Linked DNA regions of Zea mays: all the other regions are linked to region 1. A link is a contact called in public Hi-C data. All regions are on one chromosome and are shown on one strand. The core of a region is the stretch at or near the end of the contact, and the rest is flanking DNA. Distances in the headings are between cores, read along the strand shown.

The links. A called contact is a pair of places that touch in the nucleus more often than the background predicts.
Region 2: a contact with region 1 is called in a Hi-C map of ear, with 2.9 times the contacts expected there. The contact joins the promoter of LOC100281425 here to the promoter of LOC103641061 in region 1. A contact is called at or near these places in 2 of 25 Hi-C or Micro-C datasets (ear and tassel).
Region 3: a contact with region 1 is called in a Hi-C map of ear, with 5 times the contacts expected there. The contact joins the promoter of LOC100272697 here to the promoter of LOC103641061 in region 1. A contact is called at or near these places in 6 of 25 Hi-C or Micro-C datasets (ear, leaf, leaf mesophyll and 2 more).

What each region holds. Positions count from the first base shown.
Region 1 is chr1:184,898,993-184,901,669 of Zm-B73-REFERENCE-NAM-5.0, forward strand. It overlaps LOC103641061, which reads left to right and starts at 1,366. Exons shown (of 2, transcript XM_008664460.4): 1 at 1,366-1,739; 2 at 1,854-2,677. The coding sequence starts at 1,580. The coding sequence ends at 2,071.
Region 2 is chr1:184,485,090-184,487,766 of Zm-B73-REFERENCE-NAM-5.0, forward strand. It overlaps LOC100281425, which reads right to left and starts at 1,377. Exons shown (of 3, transcript NM_001154343.2): 1 at 1,233-1,377; 2 at 964-1,154; 3 at 1-140. The coding sequence starts at 1,147.
Region 3 is chr1:184,589,666-184,592,342 of Zm-B73-REFERENCE-NAM-5.0, forward strand. It overlaps LOC100272697, which reads right to left and starts at 1,328. Exons shown (of 3, transcript NM_001352564.1): 1 at 1,092-1,328.

The sequences.
Region 1 (2,677 bases), core at 116-2,615:
CAAATCATTGTGTCATCCGTTCTTATTCGCTTGTGATTTGTTTTCGCCCTCTCTTTCGGACTCGATTATATTTCTAACGCTAACCCCGGCTTGTAGTTGTGCTTAAATTTATAGATTTCAGATTTGCCTATTCACCCCCTTCTAGGCGACTTTCAATTGCGTGGGGTAAGTTTTCGAATCATCGCATTAAATGCGCATGTCTCCACGATTCCCGTGATCTTGGACTGATGCTGGGCTTGGGTTGTCCTCCTGTCTGAGACGGGCTCGGACGAGGCAGAAACCGCCATTCCATGAAGAGAGGATCTCGGGCGAGACGAGGATTTCTCCGAGTGCTGCCCTTGCTCGAGGACAGGCTCGGGTGAGGCGGAGTTTTGAACTACCGTCGAGCGAGGTCTTAGGCGAATCGTGATTCGTCCTTTCTTGACCTTGGAAATGTCTTATGATTTTTTCGATAGTTAGGTGTTAAACATGTTTAGAGGTATAATCTGAGTACCTCTAATTATAATACTTGATATATATATACATATATACATAAACATGTATTAAATATTGTATGAATCTATTAAAACGTTAAAACAGATGGATTAGACGGAAGGAGTACAAGATCTTGCTCTTCGTCGTCCGTTTGTCACTGACCGCCTATGCTGACCATACGTGATTATGACACGTGTGTTGTTTGCCGCTGACGTCCTGTTTTGTTTTTCAATATGCTGACCATACGTGATTGTGACACGTGTGCTACTACGTCGTGTTGAATTATGACACGGGTGCTACTACAAACGAGACATCGTGCTACCCTTAAAGCAATCGTAGGAGACGACTTATGCCAAGTGATGGTAAAGCAATAATGTATGACTTTCGATCCATATTCTATACATGATCTACACATAAATTAAAAATTACATAAACAGCGTAAATAGACAACCGTTTGTTATTTATATTATTTGTACGTGTTTTTAATACACATATAAAGAATAATTATCTATGGAATATATATACAACCTTAATTAATATAAGATTTTTTGACAAAACACCACAGATTTAATATAGGATTTCTTGACATGACTTTATTTAGAGGTTAATTATCAAAACAAAGTAGACAGTTTTTTTATAAAGAGTCCGTCTTTAAACGATTATTCATATATATTGTCTATTCATTACAATTATGATCTAGAGACCTAGACTTATATTATATGCTGTTTCTTGTACTTAGAAGAAAATCGATACCTTGTCTTACATGCCCTGCTAGGTAACCAATGCTATGTCACGTGCTGCTTGATTTCTTGTGCTTTGATTGATTAGGGAACGAAACAAACATATAGACGGCTATATGTATAGGCTGGTGGAGTAGGAGTGATATATAGTACTCCCTCTGTTTCTTTTTATTAGTCGCTAGATAGTACAAAATTGCACTATCCAGCGACTAATAAAAAGAAACGGAGGGAGTAATTAATTAGCACAAGCAACAGAAATAAACAAAACATGTCGCTGTCACCTGCTCCGATGCCTTTGATTGCAGTGGGTGGTGTGGATCATCAGAAGCGCATCCAAGGTCAGGTCAGGTGTGTGGGGGCATGGCATGGCAGGTATGGAGGAGTTGCTGACGCTGCTGTTCAACGCGCTGCTGCTGGTGTTCGTGGTGAAGCTCTTGCTGGCCTTGTTCCACACCAAGATCATCGTCATCCTCCTCTACATCCTCGTCCTCCTCTTCGCCATGCTCCTCTCCGGCAGATTCCCCGGTTGATATTATCTACTCATACTCCCCCATCTGAGTTGTTCTCGCTTGTAGCCCTGCCCTGTATCACGTCTACTATTAAAGTAACCTCCATTCACAAATACTATCATATACACAGATTGTCTTCGATTGATTGATCTGTTGGATTGGATTGGATCTGAAAGGAGCCGGAAATGGGGAAAAATGAGGAGTAAGAAGAGAAAAGGGAGCGCCGCCGCGAGGGAAAGGGCCAAGGAAAGGGAAGGCTCTTCTTTTGCCCTCCCAGCGAAACCAAGCCCCGTTCTGGAAGGGAGGCGGAGACCTTTCGTTGCACAGCACAGCACAGCCACCGTGTAACTGCCGGAACACGGATGGGGATCCGCCGTTGCATTCTCTCTTCTCCACACCATAAGCAGGACACCGATGCTATTTCCACTACACCATAAGCAGTGATGGTATCATAGTTTCTCATTCAGCCGCACCCCTTTCACTCTACTGGTTATCTTTTTTTCCTCCTATAAGCCGCGATGTTAATGTTGTGAGGTAATGAGAATCAGAATCAAACATGCAGCTATAAACGGTAAAAGGAGAGAAATCATAATCAAAGCATGGCCAATTCCCACTAGTCCTTAGGCATACATAATGCATAGCCATAAACTGAACTAGTTTTTTTTCCCTGGCATCCACAGCTTTATTTAGCAACAATTAAAATCTCTAAACTAAGATTTGCTTAAGAAAAGCAGCCATACTCAAAAAGCTTAACAAAAGACAGTATGCCATTATTTTTTCACATCTTCATGTACAAAAGCTTGTATCATCCATTAGTTAAGTTTACCATGTGTTTAGAATATAGGCTGCATTGCTGCAATATTAAGAGAGAGAGAGAGAAGGCGACGATGTACCTTAATGAGTTGGGTAAAGCTATTAAGTGATTCATATGCTTGAGAGTCTGGTACAGAGCTT
Region 2 (2,677 bases), core at 127-2,626, 410 kb before region 1:
CGGCGCCAGGTTGACGGTGCCCGACCAGAGGCTGAGCAGGGTGGCGGCGCTGGCGCCCGACATGCCGTACACGGTGGTGAGGTACACCAGCAGGTTGGCCGTGGTGCCGATGGTGCCCAGCTTCTCGCACGTCTCGTTCCCTGCAGCGCGCGTCGTCATCGTCATGCATGCATGCACATGAAGAAGCCATGATCGATCGATATGATGCTCGATCGGTTAGCGATTGCACAGGACGTCAGGACGTCGTTCGTTCGTGGATCTTTAACTTTTGGGAGCTCGATGAACGCAACTCAACAAGCAGCCTTGCTGGGTGCCACGCAGGCACGCAATTATTGGATTCGCTTTTTTGTACTGGGTGAGTCGTGACTCGTGAGTGCACGCAGCCACACACCGACAGACACACGCACTGCACGGGCGTGGCTGTGCATGGCAAGCCACCCGTACGTGGTCTCCATGGATAGGAGGACCACAGTCAGGACCATCCCCCGTTGTCTCACCAACACCCAATATATATGTAACAAGTGTACATATAGTCTTCAAATTTAGCAACAAGAGCATGTTTAAGTGTAGAATTAGCTAATACTCCGGTTAGCTATTTTTTGCTAGTAGAATTAGCTGGCTAACTATTAGTTGATTTTAGCAGGCCGGGTTGAACCAGCTAACAAACTAATGAGTACTTGGTAGTGTAGCTAATTTCAGCTAGATTGAACGAGCTAATGAACTAATGTGTATTTGATAGTGCAGCAAATACCCTCTCGGTACTTTTTTTTATTTGTCACATGTTTAATTCAAAAATAAACTGGCGGACAACGAATATCCGAGAACGGATGTAGTAGTTAGCTAAAAACAACTAATAGTTAAACTATTAGCCGTGGTGTTATATCTAGCTAATTTTATATAACTATTTGGCTCTAATACGTACACGCATCTAATAAACAGGGCCTTAGCAAAACTCACACTCACCTATGACGTAGGGCATGGCCTTCCATCCACGGTAGTTCTGCTCTGGCAGCTCGCCGCCGCCGCCGGCGTCGTCTGAGAGCTGCTCCTCCACCATCTTCTTCGTGGTGGTGGTCATGGTGTCGTCCACGGCGGCGTACGGCGGCTTGTCGTCCACCTGCCGCTTATGGTCGGCCGCTCCTTCCATATTGATTCTATATATATATGATGATGGTTCGAGAAGAAAGAGGAGAAGAAGAGGAGGAGCGAGCTAGGAGGAGCGAGCCACATACCGGGTCGGCCGTATAAATAAGCGACGAGGATGGATGGGTCTGGCGTGCTCTATCTACAGGAGACTCCATATCTACACAGTGTTATACACATCCGCATACACGGTGTTGATGGAGTTAAGGGCGGAAGCCAGATTGGCTCTCTTGCATAGACAGCAGGGTAAAATAAAATTTTGTTAACATATATCTTAAATTTATTATGTATTTCCTTTAAAATTGTATAATATCCTTTATGTTTGATAGAGTGTGCTATTTTTCAGATGGCTTCGCCCGTGGATGGAGTTGGCCTGATCGAGTAGCTAGCTGCTCCATCCGCAAGCTGCTTGCTGCGATTGCATGGCCATCACTGTCGAGCAGTATATATCGCGCAGCACCGCCCGCTCGTCGGCTACCAAGCGTACACACACAACGTGCGCCGTAGATAGTCGACAGTTGATGTGACATACAACTTGTACTAGCTACTAGATACAAATCTCCTATTACATTACATTAGAACCAGCTAGTAGCTCTTAATGCATGCATGTGTTAGTGTTATTATTATATATATAAGGCCTCGTTTAGTAGAGCTTTCTATGATTCTCTGGCTCCAAAAACTAATTTTTCAATAAAGTGATTTCAAATGTTTCTTAAGTAGAAATAAATCTATTTGACAAAAATCGTTGGCAAATTGTGCGTGAAGTGATTCTCGAGGGGTTGAAATGTGGGAAGCAGGTTCGGAGCAGTGGGAAGCGGGTTTTTTTTGCTCTCACTCTCTAGTATAAAATGGAGACTAGATTGACTTCACTCACACCATGGAGCAACTCAATTCTTAGCCGTTTAGCTTCCTAAAAGTGATTGTCGCTGGAGCAGAGCCGTGTGAGATCTGCCAAACGCCCCCTAATACTACTACTCACTACCGGAATTCGGCTCTTTGCCGAGTGCCAAATGTTTTGCCGGGTGTATTTTTTCCGGGCACTCGGCAAAAAGCTCTTTGTCGAGTGCCAAACAAAAAAACTCTCGGTAAAAGAAAATACTCGGCAAAGAATATTTTTGTCGAGTGTTATATTTTTGACACTCGGTAAAGAACCTCTTTGTCGGCAAAGAGCTTCTTTACCGAGTGTTTTTTTGAACACTAGGCAAAGACAATTTAAAAATCATATTTTAAAGCAGTAAATCAATTTAAATGAAAACTATGTTTGAATTTAAAAATTAAAATTTTCAAACTACCTCGGATGGAAAACCCACCAAAATAAAAATTTGTTGGTCTTGAAATGTATTGAAACTTTGTAATTGATAATTTTTTTGATTTGAATTCATCTTATCATGAAAAAATTCGTGTGATGTTTTCAAATTTGAAATTCAAATTTTGTAAACGACCTCGGATGTAGAAACTATCAAAATAGAACTTGTATATCTTAAAAAGTTATGCAACTTTATAGTTGGTCATATTTTCAAATGAATTCATTTAG
Region 3 (2,677 bases), core at 78-2,577, 310 kb before region 1:
CTATTTTACTTATGTTTCGATGATGATTGAGCTTGCGTTTTGATGATGTCCCATGGCACCCCTCGTGGCTCCAAAGAGCAGCAGGACATGGCAGCCCCGCCGGACGGTGTCCATCCGGGGAATTTGCATGGCAAGGATTTGCCTCCCCTGTGCTGGCTGCCCCATGGTTCCCCTGGCCGGGCTGCCAAAGGAGGCCTTAGGGTGTGTAGGATTCAGTTCAAAGTCCAAAAATAGAAGCCCAAATTTTTATTTTTTTGCCTCAATGTCATTCAGCTTTTTTATGTAGAAAAAGGTGATGCTAACAGAAGCAGCACACAGGCAAAAACAGCTCTACAACATATGCAATGGAAGAAGTGTCCGTGATGCAAAAGAAGCTCCTTTAATAGCAGACAAAGGTTACAAGAGAAAACTAAAGAAGTTTTTTTGGTTGGTTGGTTGTTGTTGTTGTTGTTGTTGCATAAGAGGTATGCATTCTTATAGTTGAATTTGCGCAGGCAGGCCTTCACTATGATGACAAAATGGCCAACACAAACAAGCCGATGGAAACATATACGAAGTTGAGAAGGGTCACAACATTCGGTATTTACTATGCAAATACAGTTGACACGCTCTCGCATACGTTTGTTTTGCTCATGACCCGAACAAATTAAGATGTGTGCATAACTTAGGACTGGAGATCCGAACAAATTAAGGTGTCGGGTAGCCAAACAGGAATTTGGAAGAACGGCTAGAATCCGGAATGCAACATTGTAGGATGGCTGTCAGATGCATACTGTATGTGCAACATTTGGTTACAACGTGGAGCCGCACGTGGTTGAGATGAAGCAACGTCACGTACCCCCACACCACATATATCGCAGAAGTAGGTAATCAAACATAAATTCGCAGTACAGCACGCAATACTGACCCGGATGGCACGCAATCCGGGGCAAACTGAACGGGGTGGGGTCATGTAGAGAGAGAAAATAAGAGGGAGGGGGGAAGAATTCGTTTTGAGCAGAGGCCAGAAGGAAAGATATATTTTTTTTTTTGGTCGAGCGCTGACCTCGCAGAGCAAGATCGGGAGGGGAGGGGAGGGAGGGATTCCTTACCAGGGAGAGGAAGAGAAAAGGCGAGGTGAACCCAAGTTCAAATCGAGGACGGATGGCGCCCTCTGGATCTCCAGTCAACGCCACACGGCACCGCGGCGCCACTCCTAGTCCTTAGGCCTAGTCCTAGAAGGTGGGGGGAGGAAGGAGGGCGGAGGAGGACAACTCCATGCCCGTGTCCATGGAGAGTGGGTGGGTGGGTGGGGGAATGGGGATCGGCTGGGTTGCCGCCCGGCCCGGTGGGTAGGAGAGGAAGGAGGGTCCAAGCCAACAAGAAGAATCGAAAGTCAGCCAACCTACTTGTTTCGCAAGTTTGTCTGCCATCCGTGGTCCGTGGAGTCAGTCAAAGGCAAACGCTACTATTTGATATTTTAATATAAACATATATCTATACTACTTATTAAGAAGCTAAAGCTAGTCTGCCGTTCTGCCGTTCTGCGATCTCAACCATTCGTTCTACCATTCTATAATTTCAGCCGTCCAATCTACGTTTTAGTCGAGCTTCCCAATCCCGCAGAGGCGTACACCGTTCGTCTGGAAACCGTCGCCCCCGCCGACCTCCCCTCTCCTCCCCCGATTCCGGCTATCGCGCCCCGAAACCCTCTCCGAAACCGTCGCCCCCGACCTCCCCTCTCCTCCCCCGATTCCGGCTGCCCGCGAACTCCGCCCCCTGCTGCCCCTACCCGATTATGCCGTCGTAAACGCCGATCCCACCCGCATACGCTGCTCCCCGCCTCGAGGCTCGTCGGAATGGACGCTGGATGTCGCGGCCGCAACCCACCGCCGCGCAGGGAGGCTGCGACCACACTAAAATGGAGCACACGGAGGCTCCGCCCCCCGCAACCCAGAGGATGCACGAGGTTCAGGTCGGTGCTCCCCTCTGTTGCTCCCCCTTCTTCCTCGCCTCGCCTCCCCTCTCCTCTCCTTCATAACCGCGGATTCCATACCTTAAGGCCTGCGGGAGTCGAGGACGTTCACTCGCCGCCGCCATTAGGCATCCCGTCGTGCTCGCCGCTGGTCCACCACCAGCCCCTGCTCAGCGCGCCGCAGGTCAACAGCAGCCCCGCGTACAACGCCTCCTCGTGCGAGCTCGTCTATGGCTGGTGCCCGGTTACCCCCTCAGCGACGTCGTGGCGGCCCTGGCCCCGCCCCCTTAGCTCGGCTCGCCCAATGCGGCAACGCCCAGTTCCTCCCCTCCGCACGTGCCGCCGCCAATGCCAAGGTACATTTCCTTCCCGACCTGTATTACAACCAAACTCATGGAGATGCATAGCAGGTACATATCACAAACATCTGGTGTGCACATGCGTACCCTATAGATCCATACACCCATACCATCACTAACACTATATGCCTGTATGTCGTAGAGTGGTGAAGCCTGTGGATGGTGAAGTCTATGGACGCCTAACACTATGTGGCGACGGCGGTGCGACTTTCTTCTCCTCGATCGACAGGCTCGGGTTTGGTAGGTGACGCGGTGCCATCGGAGTTCAGGTGAGGGCCTCCGCCAAAACTCTACCTCTCCTAACCGTGCTCGCTTCAGACCTGCGCTCTCTCCCTATCCAGGGCATGTTGTCGCTACCAGAGGT